Regions from separate parts of the Danio rerio genome. Here region 1 is linked to region 2. The links are chromatin contacts, called in public HiCAR-type maps. All regions are on one chromosome and are shown on one strand. The core of a region is the stretch at or near the end of the contact, and the rest is flanking DNA. Distances in the headings are between cores, read along the strand shown. Region 1 holds the start of btbd11a (BTB (POZ) domain containing 11a). Region 2 overlaps btbd11a (BTB (POZ) domain containing 11a).

What was found. HiCAR-type assays count read pairs that join an accessible place to other places.
Region 1: a contact with region 2 is called in a HiCAR-type map of caudal fin, with 9 times the contacts expected there. The contact joins the promoter of btbd11a here to the enhancer-like site in region 2. A contact is called at or near these places in 6 of 18 Hi-C or Micro-C datasets (caudal fin, embryo, fibroblasts and 1 more) and 3 of 4 datasets of contacts at active chromatin or transcription factors (caudal fin, embryo and gastrula embryo).

Annotation. Positions count from the first base shown.
Region 1 is chr4:12,578,446-12,584,213 of GRCz12tu, forward strand. btbd11a (BTB (POZ) domain containing 11a) reads right to left here and starts at 2,136. Exons shown (of 17, transcript NM_001327842.1): 1 at 993-2,136. The coding sequence starts at 1,860.
Region 2 is chr4:12,420,717-12,426,864 of GRCz12tu, forward strand. It overlaps btbd11a (BTB (POZ) domain containing 11a), which reads right to left. Exons shown (of 17, transcript NM_001327842.1): 3 at 1,208-1,415. Among named protein-coding and RNA genes, the nearest start is that of cyb5r3, 40 kb to the left of the region's middle. Within about 2 kb of position 1,410, at least 3 of the 62 cell types and tissues checked have an H3K27ac peak or open chromatin away from gene starts, as enhancers often do. A contact at or near this core is called in caudal fin, where this site is marked.

The DNA of each region.
Region 1 (5,768 bases), core at 886-3,385, 160 kb after region 2:
TTATTAATTATATATTATTTTATTATATCATTAATAATATATTATTATTATTATATATTATTTATTTATTGGGAAAAGAACAGTTGTTAAGTTGTTTAAAATGTCTTTTTTTCCTACAAGAGAAATAAAGTTGTACAGGCTTGGAATAACATCAAGATTTATGGATACTATGAACAGCATAGCTGGAACCGACGACTGCAATCAACAGTGTTAATGTGCAGATGGACAAGCAGTTCTCTTCTTTAGATCTTTCCAACTACTCTGTAGCTGTCAGACACATCAGTGATGATGTAAAACAAGTGTCAACTCCTGCAGCCGTGTTCGGAATAGCAAATAGTGCAACATAAGTGTATGAATTTTTATGGTTTGCTGGAAATATAAAAAGAACCTGTCCACATGAATCACTACATCACCGAAAATCAATTACAAGAACTGGATAACAATCTTCAGTCTTAACATTAAGACTCCCTGATTATGCCATCAAATACAGCATAAAGAAAAAATGAGGTCGCTGCAACAGGTGGAGGAAAAAGGTACTGCGGCAGTCAGTGTGATGCCCTTCCTGTTGTGATTGCACCTGCTGCAGTGTCTAAATGAATAAGAAGTCTGAAAACAAACATCCTGCTGGGATTCACTCATGTCCTCCCACAGAAGTTATTTATCTCCCAGAGAAATAAATAAGTCAACAGTGCTGCAGTGAAGCAGGCATCATTTATGAAGTAGGGATCATGAACAATATTACCAACTGAGAAAGTGGAGTGATGTGATTATGCTGGCAGCTATTATGAAACACCTTTTCATATGTTATCGAAAACTGAGGTAGGAGGATAGTGGGCAGATGGATGGAACTGACTGACCTCAAAATAGGTTTGTGACTGAGTTCAAGTGCATTTCGGAGTAATTGCATGAAAAAACAGCCCGAATCAATGACTAGAGCTGGACAAATGAATAAAAGCGCATACTGTGACTGTATGACTGGAGTAAACATTTACCGCTTGCATTCTTGCCACAAATGAGGTGCTGGTACGGCTGCAAAAGACCCCACAGCTCCGAGTCGTTGTTTATGGCCTGTTCTAGGGACTCCACGGAAAACTTTGGCACTCCGTTCTCCTTCTCCACCAGCGCGCTCCTCTGCACCCGGGTAAACACCTCTCTGAACAGGCTCTCCATACAGGCGCTCAGGTAGATCGCCGCGTGCTCGTGGATGCGCAAGGCCACCCGGCTATCCACCATCCACCTGAAGAACTTTCCCACGGAGAAGATAAGTCCGCATCGGGTTGACTTGCCCCGGCTGAACTTATCACCCGTGCTCATGTTGTAAAGCGACAGCGCGCTGAGCGCCGCAGTAATGCAGTTCACGGAGATGGTCCACGAGAGGACCATCTTGATAGCGCTCTGGATCTCGTGCTTGGTGCATCTGGCGTAACGCAGACTCATGCGCTGCGCCTCCCGGGCGATCCTCACCAGCGCGCGGCTGACCAGCGCGGAGAGCTTGGCCAGGATCTCCCGCGACGCGTTCCCCACGCACAGCTCCTCGTCTTTGCGCAGCGCTCCTTCCACCTCTCCAAGACTCCACGGCACGTCCTCCTCCAGCTCGGGCAGTTTGGCGCACTGGCCCGAGCACTCCAGGATCTCCGTGTCTTCCGCCAGGACGGTATTGACCGTGTCCAAACTGTTGTGTCTGCTGTGCATTGACTCAGTCAGATGCCAGCAGTTTCCCCCATGCGCATACGACAGATGCGTGTCCGAGCAACAGAGCGACACGCTGGACGACCTGAAGGAATCCGCCGCTCCACCATAACCGGAATCGAGCGTTAAATCCTCCAGCGTCCTCGCCGCTGTCTTACCCTTGCCTGCCATGGCTGCACCTCATAATGTTAGGCTTGTGCCTGATGTTTTAAAGAAAGCCCAAAGCGCGTCCCTGTGGCGCGCCCTCTCCTCAAAGCAGTAGAGGAATGTATAGCCAGCAAAATTACACGCGCAAACACCAATAGCCAATACAAGCGTGCGTAATTTGACAATTCGTTTAGTATTTTGGTAAGTCACCGGGGAAGAAATATCTCCAACGCGCGCCTCTGCTCCCAACTTTGCGTGCGTAATTCAAGAGCTCGGAACGCCTTCACCAACCACTGCATCACTCACTGCGAAACCACTCGTTCGGGGAGGGGCTATGCAAATCACTTTCTTATGGCAGGAGGGACTGTGTGTATAAATCACTGTTATGGAGGGACGGACTATGCAGATACAGAATAACTCATGATCATTTCAACAGGCTCCAAAACATTAAAAAAAAAAAAGAAAGTACATCAAACAAATAGTCTCATTAAACAGAATCCTCTTCAAATATTCCCTATAACAGAATTAGACATATAAAACTCTAAATAAAATGTAAAGAACACATTTTGCACACAAGCAATTTGATTTTAATATATCTTTATGCATAGTATGTATGTTAAAATTAATATAATGTTTGTCTAAGTATAACTTTTAGACGTTTATGCAATAAATGCTAAAATAATAATAAAATGCATAAATCTACAGTTTGTAATCACTTTCAAACACTTCTCTTCCACATCCTCTTCACACTTCTCTTCAGCCTCAGGATGTTTACGCGATGATTTTGAAATTTGAAGATCAAAGCATTCTCTTGCACAGCTTCTGCACCTTTCATCTGTCTCGAACCATCTCAGATTTAACTCTGGCAATTATTACAAAATTGTCAAAAAAAAAAAAAAATTCTGGAATAAAACATGCAGGCTATACGACACTGGATTAAAACACTTCTATAAGACGGCGTGTTTAATTATGCAAGTGTTCTGGCCTAAAAAAAGAAATCTGTTTTGACGTGAGAAGCACTGCAATCTGTCTTTCAAGTTCATTATTAAAAGAAAACGACAATGAATACGAAGAGCGGATAATAGCTTCGAGTCTGGCGCCATCTATATGTGATGGTGACGAATAGCCTTTATTCTGAATCCTTTTTGCATTTCTGCCACTCACCTGTCTTATTACATTGTTCTTCAGTTTAAGACAACAAACAATGATAAACAAAACGGTAAAATAAGCACAATCTCCTAAAGGAACCATGTCTGTCTTAGTTTTAGAAACATTCTCGAGACATAAAGAAGTGATTCTCAGATCTGGGGAACCAACAATCTGCACATTGCTTTTCCTATTTAACACACCTGATTCAGGTTGTGTCAGATAACTAAGGCATACAATTTGTCTCCACCATAAAAAACCTTTTGTGCAGTTCAAAGCTTGGATGTTAAAACTTTCTTCAAAGATTAATTTATTCCAATAATAATAATAATAATAAAAAAACATAAGGTTGCTTAAACCTGCGATTTACACTTAAATGTTGAAGGAAAACCTGTATTTATGACAATTAGCCTATATTGTACCCTTGGATGAACACAGATATCATATTCAAAATGCATTACACAATTGTAATCATTATAAAAAAGGGTGTTGTAATTTATCTAAATGCATTACTGTTAAATCTGCATCTTTTACTTCTGATTCTGAACTGCCCATTTTTGATTACCATTAAATAAAATAACTTGTATAGACATTTTAAACACTATTTTAGTTTTCAAAGCATCAGGGAAATTAATAAGATGTGATGTCCTTTTTGAAGAGCACAAGCCAGAATGCAATATAGATCAGAAGAGCACCCTTTATTAATATTTTAATCTTAATAACCCATCTACATGCCTGTAATTTGATAGCTTATGAAAAAAATGTAGTCCTATTTCAAAAGCATGGAAGTACAAGAATTCATTTTGAACTGATCTGATACAGAGAAAAAGTGATGGTCATTTTCCTATGATAAATTAATTAAACCTGTAGGCAATAAAATGTATATTTTTAACATAAATTATATTAGCACTAGAGCGTTGCACTGATTTAACTTCAATCTGTGCAGTAATGAGCATTATTAGTGTTGTATTCATTAGATTGGTGAATTATGTTTATTACCTTATGTGCTGTGCCTGTGGATAAATCAGTGCTTTGCAGTGGCAGGTTGGAATATTGAGGTTGTCCTTCTTAATTGAGATTTCTCCTTCACATGTTCTCCAATGATTGCCTGTTGCCTGGAAACACAAAGGCGACAATGTATTTTGGTGCTTATGTATAACTCACATAAGAACACCGTCTTATGGACACAGAGAAACCATTGCCGCTTTATATCAGGATGAAAAGAACAATATGAATAAGAAATGTGTAATTAAGTTGAGCTTGCCAGATTCATTCCTCATCTGGAAGGTTTCATTTGGTTATACAAATACTAGGGTTCCTGTTATATGGCTGGCAATAAATTGCACAAGTAACTTCACACATCCTGACATTTTTCAAGCTGCCACTCCACTGGAACAGCCACATTCATACATAAATAATGATGCATAAAAAGAAAGATGATAAAGTACCTCATTGAGACTTGAACGTGCTTACAATCATTTAATAAACATGCATGGTAACAAGAGATTAAAAACATGCAGATATGACATCTGAGGGATTTAAACAGCATTTTAATTATGCGCCTATTATCTTGCAAACAAAACTCATTATTTTTCAATTGTGTGACAATCAGTAACCAAAATTATTTGCTTTCATTATTTGCCTTTCAGCACCATTTACTACATAATATGACCGGCTCTGTAATTATATATCTGATTAATTGAAAACATCTCGCTTATGATAGTGCAGCGTATATTTCATAACGTATTACCTTACACGCAGTGTGCATGCAAGCAAGTTAAAATAATATTCAATAATTAATAGCAGGAAATTTTTATGCTTCTAATATCCGCCATTCTGTTTAAAGGCATCACAGCTTATTTAATGATACAGTTCTGAGGATGGAAAAAATGAAATGTGCATTTGAGTTATTTTCTTTGCTAATAATCAAAATTGAACACCAAATTTAGCTGCTCGTAAGGTTTAAGCTTGCACTATCTTTGCAAAATCGGCACAATGTTAAGTTTTTTCATTTTTAAAACTTTAGCAACTTAAAAAGTTGCAGAACTTACTCCAAAATGACAAAATAGCTGAAATTATGACAACTATCTTGTTCAAAAGCCCACACACATCCTTGGTTCACAGCATGATGTGTCTAACGCAAAAATGAATGGCTAGAAAAACAAAAACCTTACAGTACCTGGAGGCTTTTTCTAAGAAAAGTGGGAAGTAAACAAACTGAAGATGTCAAGATGAGTCACTGTTGCTTGATAAAGAAATAAACGAAAAAAAAAGAAAAAAAACATGGATTATAAACCTTACATATATTATTATCATTATTATTATTATTATTATTATTATTATTATTATTATTATTGTTATTATTATCATTATTATTATTATTGCTATTGTAATTGTTATTATTTTTTCAAAATGTCATGATTAACCAATTGTGCATAACGTTTGTATACATATGCTGCACAAAAATAAAAGAATTTATTAAAATTACCCCATTCAAGCATTTGAAAACAGAATGAAAACAGAATGTTCCATGGCCATCGTTTCCCAGGTTTTGCTCAATGTTCGGTTTTAGAATCTTCTGCATGTATATGATCTTTTTATAGACCGAGGACATCTGATGGACTCACACACAACTCTTCTAAATGGTGAAAACACTGATACTCAAGGAGTGCATTAAAAGCTGGGAGTAAAAGTGTAATGAACTGGATGTCCCAGGTGAATTACTTGTTTTTTGTTTGCTTTCCAGAAAAAATTGAGTTTACTAAAATTTTTCATTACTATTTTTT
Region 2 (6,148 bases), core at 160-2,659:
ATGCGGCTCAGGAATAAATGTCAGAATAAAACACGGTAGCGGTCAGTAACTTTGGTGTAATTTGAACGGAAGCGGGCAGTCTAACAATATAGCGCTCCAGAGAGATATGAATGAGAGATCGCACGCATCCGCCGTGGTGCAGTGTGTCACTTGTTATAGGAAGTCTGGACTCTGAAGCATCCAGCTGAGTTTTTTAGGAGGCATATTTAATTGTTTTTATTGTTCAATACATCTAACATTCTTCCTTGGCCCAATATGTACCTGCTATGTGTATAGAAATAATAATTAAGTGGATATATTTGTAAATCTGACTTTGAAAGAGTCTCACCAGTCACAAAGTTTGAGTTTATGCTGGACATGCGTACGGTGCGATGCTACTGTATGAAATCAGGATCGTGATTCACCAAAAGCTAATTCTCGTGCACTTTTAGTCAGAGAAACACAGCTCTGTCATCAGTAGTAAATTTTCTCTGAAGGCTGCAAGGGGCTCTCTTGGGAAAACAAATCAAAGATCTTGCACTTCGCATCATCATCATCATGTAGATACATTTCTTCGCATCATCAAGATGTAGATACATTTTTGAGAGGTGCACATCAGGGTATGGGAAAAGGATGAGTGACTGTATGGCAAAGGCTACACCTAAGCTGAACATACTTTGTGGACTTGACAGATAAGTATAAATTAAGTAATGATTCAATATAGATCAATATAATAGACCAATCCAATAGACCAATATACTATTTGTCAATTAAAGCACATAATAATAATAATAATAATAATAATAATAATAATAATAATAATAAACAAAAAAATAATAAATAAATAAATATAATAATAATAATAATAATACATTATAGTCTATAAAAATATATAATATATATAAAATATATATAATAATTTATTTAATTTATGTATAAATGTTGCATACATGTGTGGTTTGCCATAATTATACATGAGAGATAATGTCCTAAACATGTGAGACGACGCTTTGCTTAATTATTCATTAAAGCATGCTTATTAAATATTTTTTATTAATACGCTTATTAATATTAATTAAAGACCAACAGCACATTCATTTGCATCTCTTATAAACTGAGTAAACATACAAACAGCCATGCATTCATTATTTATGTATCAGCATGAGCCCTTCATAACCATCGAGTGCATTAATACACATTATCATACATTATCGTGCAGTAATCTTACCTCTCCGTGTGCAGGGTGATCTTAGAGGGTTCGACATTAGGGTTTTCCCACTCCATCTGCGGACAGTGCATGAAGTAGCAGAGCGTATAGAGGGCCTCGGGCTCCCAGTGAACGGAGCCCGTGCGGTTCTGGTGCACAGGAGTGCCATTGCTGGGGTTCTTGATGTGCAGAGGCTGAAGGTGATGCATGGCCCGAGACACCAGGTCACCTACAGGGGGCAGCAGAGACATGCGCTTGAGTCTACGAGAGTGTGCATTTACAAACCTCCCTCAAGATTAAATGCAGCTTTTACACAGTTCTTTGACATAAAACTGGAGTCCTCGTACATCACTCCATGCACAAAGACACACAGACAGTGGCACATCTGACACGGAGACATTCATTACAGCTGGAAATGACAGCGACAGAATAACAACCTTTTCCCTTCCCGGGTTGAATCTGGTACAGGACTCACTGAAGACATTAGTCATTTGAGGGAAAGGAAACGTCAAAATGTCCATGTATTGCTGTTAAAACTGAAACTGAAAAAATCTCTACAGTTCTGACTGATTTACATGATAACAGAAGAGCTTCTTCTCTGAACTGAGGACATCTGGACTGACTTGTAGAAACTCATACACTTTAAAAAGGTTGAAAAGTTTATAATAACAAAGTCACGTACCAATAACTGTGTTCTTTATTTCTTTCTTTATTTTCTATTCAACTTGGACCCTTTATTAATAAGGGGTTGCCACAGCGGAATGAACCACCAACTTATCCAGCATATGTTTTATATAGTGGATGTCTTTCCACTATACACTACAGCCAATTTAGCTTATTCAATTAACTTATAGCGCATGTCATTGGACTGGGGGGAAACCGGAGCACCTGGGGGAAACCCACGTGAACACGGTAGGAAAATGCAAACTCCACACAGAAATGCCAACTGACCCAGCCGGGGCTCAAACCAGCAACCTTCTTGTTGTAAGGCGATTGTTATAAGATTAGTTGATCTTAATGTATACAAAATACATTAACTAATGCAACCTTACTGTAAAGTGTGACCTATTTTTTGTCAAAAGTCAAAAAAATGTAGAACTAATTAATATATGATTTATATTAGTAAATTATTTACAGCTATGCAAAAAAAGAGACCACTTGAAAATGCTCATTTACTGCAGATTTACTAGATTTTATTTGTAAATGTTACAGTTTTATTCTACAAAGGTCTGATAACATTTCTTCCAAATTAAATATGAAAATTTCCCCAGAACTCCTCTGAAGATAAATCATTAGTATTTGATTGTCTAATGAATTATGAAAACATGTCTGAAAACAACATTGCACCTTTTTGTTATTTTATGAAAATCAATGCCCTTGTTGTGCAGAGTAACATTGCCTGCCGTAAAATGTACCCCAAACCAAGATTTAAATAATAATAATAATTAAAAATAATATTAGTTTAAAAAATAATAACAGTTATAACAAACTAATGAGAGTGACTGAGGTGATTTTCATGAACGAAACCTTTCCCTTACAGTATATATATATATATATATATATATATATATATATATATATATATATATATATATATATATATATATATATATATATATATATATATATATTAATAAATTAATTAACGGTAAATACGATACTGTTGAGATTAAGTAAAGTAAATTGTTTAATGTGTGGTTAAAACCCACCAAAAAGCCTAATTTTAGAATTTTAGAAACAGGCTCATTACATCAGTCTATACAACAGTAATTTTTTAATTTTACATTTATTTGTAAACCTAATGTGTTTTATAATGTGTTTTTTTTTTACATCTTGTTATTGCTTTATTCCTCAAAATAACAATTTTATTAAATTTTAATCAGTTTTGGCCTTTGAATATTTTTTAAAATGTAGACTGAGAATGCTAATAAAAGTTTATGAAGAGGGTGCATATTACGGCAGGGGTGCGTTTCTCAGCAGAAAACCCAAAATGACAATTTATTTTATTTTAAATGTGGAAGAAAAGTTATCAGTAGTTAAACAAACATGTCAACAGAATGAAACAAAAATTACTTTATAGTCAAACACATGACTTTAAAAAAAGGAAAGTTGAAAATTTTCAAGTGGTCTGTTTATTAAACCAATAAAATCGTTACAAATAACTCATAATACCACACGTAAGATTAAGATATAGATATAACTAATATAAAGCAACTGTAATGAGTTATGATTTTTTATGAGTTATTTTTCATTCATAGAAAAGCATCTGCAAATACAATAACTTGTACTGAATTATTAGTTGGTCTGAGCAATTATTTATTCACATACCTACATAAATGATTAACTTCACTGATCAAAATATTAGCTTGGATGAATCACTGAAGATTCTTTTCAAAAAAAGGAAACTTTAATTGGTTCTTAGGAAATCTCTGCAGTAACAACAACAGACAGACACACACATGCACATGCACATTGCAATTAGTGAAAATGTCTGCAAGCGAGAATCTGCACACTGCTTTAAACCTTAATTTCCTAACTTGTTTGTGTGTGTGTGTAGCTCTATAAATTTTATTGGATGAAGCACAATGGCAGCAGCTGGTGAATATCACTCCACACAATCACAACATTCCTCTCAATTTTACACACACACACACACACACACACACACACACACACACACACACACACACACACACACACGCACACACACACGCACACACACACACACACACACACACACACACACACACACACACACACACACGCGCACACACACACCATACCCACAAAGAAAACACTATGCAATTTCACTGTTCACCGTTTTTCTCATGGGGAACAAAAATATGTCCCCACAAGGTCAAAATGCATTCGTAATACTACACTTGTGGAGATATTTGGTGCTGCAATGTGATGAATACCAGCAGGATCAAGCACGCAAACACACTTCAGAAGATCTACATCACGTTGGCTGAGCTGTCCTGCAATGGCCCTGTGAATTATCAAAAGGAAAGGTTTCTTACTGAAAGCTAATCTACTCCAACAACAGCTCTCATTCAGACTTTATAGAGCAGAGCAGGTTTAAAGAAGGCAATCAGCCACAGGTTTTTAATAGTCCCAAAGAGCCAACTTAAATGCTTCAGAGCAGAGCTGGGTGTTATATGCCTTACATAATCAGATTTCCCCTCAAGTAATGAGCAAAATAACTTAATGCATGCTAAATCAACACCTTATATCAGTAAATAAAATGCAAATTCAAACCTTGTTGCATCGAGAACACAAAAACAGTTACATTTTATTCAGCTTAGATGTGATAGATCTGATATTGATCACGTTTTCATGTTTTTATTGATCAAAATTGCTGAGTACTATTCATTTGCGGTCAGCGGTTGGATATTTTTAGGAAATACTTGATTATCTTATGTGAAACTAGGATGTCTACAGAGTTTAGGTTCAATTAAGAGACTTTTTAATACCTTCACTTTCATACCTAAAAGCTTTTCATTGATCATAAACAGTCATTGGGTCCATCAGACTAAACACATTAACCAAAATATTAAAAAGTATTTACAAAATATTACTAATATTATTAATAAAATAATACTAATAGTTTCTATTACAAAATATTTAGAATCTATCAAATCTGAATTCTAATGCATTTCATATTGAAAACATTAAGACAATTTAAGACTTTTTAAGGACCCGGTGCCACTCTGTATACATCTCAGATTTAGTATTCAGAATCTGAACTGCTTCCCTCAGGTAGACATTATAGAGTGCCAAAAGTGGAGCACTATTAAGGTGAAAAAACACAGGGCAACTTTTTGACCAATGTTGCTTGGCTACATTTCTATTAAGAATGGGCAACATAATTATATCTGTATCCAGCTCCCCTAATTAGTTGCCCTGTCTTTCATATTATCCTCCTCTGATGGCATCATTGTCAGTTTTGTAGTGAACGATTCATCTGTGTATGTCATTAAGAAAAAAAAAGTTTGCCCTTGTAATCTAAAATTTAAATCTGATAAAGGAAATCCCATATAGGCTCACATAAATTCATAACTAATACTACTACTACTACTAATACTAATAATAATAATAATGTTATTTTAGCAATGAACTTTAAGCAATACATGATAACTGCTTGTATATACATGATAACTTTTATGTTTTAAATTGTTTTTGTCATGTAAATTTGTCTATTGTGAGGTAAATGCTGCATAAACTGCCCTATAAAGGCACACAAAAAGATACTACTACTACTATTACTACCAGTACCACTGCTACTACTACTACTACTACTACAACTTCTACTACTACCACTACTAAGGCCCCGTTTACACTAATGCGTTTTAGTTTGAAAACGCATAAGTTTTGCTACGGTTACGCCAACCATCCACACTACGCCGGAGTTCTCGAGCGCCGAAAACGGAGCGTTTCGAAAACGCTGGAGAGGCCGTTTTCATTCTGAAACGCTGCTGCTCCGTCTCAGTGTGGATGATGGAAAACGGAGACATCTGAAAACGGAAGCGGGGCTGCAGACGTTCGCCTCTCTGATTGGGGATTTTCCTGAATATTAAGTAGCCTAACACGCACAGTTCAGTCCTGCTTTCTCTCCGTGTAAGTTCAGACTTCGCAAATTTGATCAAGGCTGCAGTCTCTTCTTCTCAGTTTGATATGGTAAACAGACTATACTGAGGACACGGGTAAATCTTCACAGGGAACAGTGTACTTTATAACTTCATTCACATCACCCTGGCTTCGTTGTTTCACTTTCTCAACAATAAAATGTAAACATGATTTAAGGAACTGCCTATTTTCATTTTAATATTAGCAACTTAGACAGCAGAAATGTTGAGGTGTCGTGCTGCATATATGAGCGTCATCTTCACTGTGTGGATATTTATAACAAAACGGAGCCGATAACAACTGCCTCCTTTCAATTTCAGTGAAAATACAAAACAC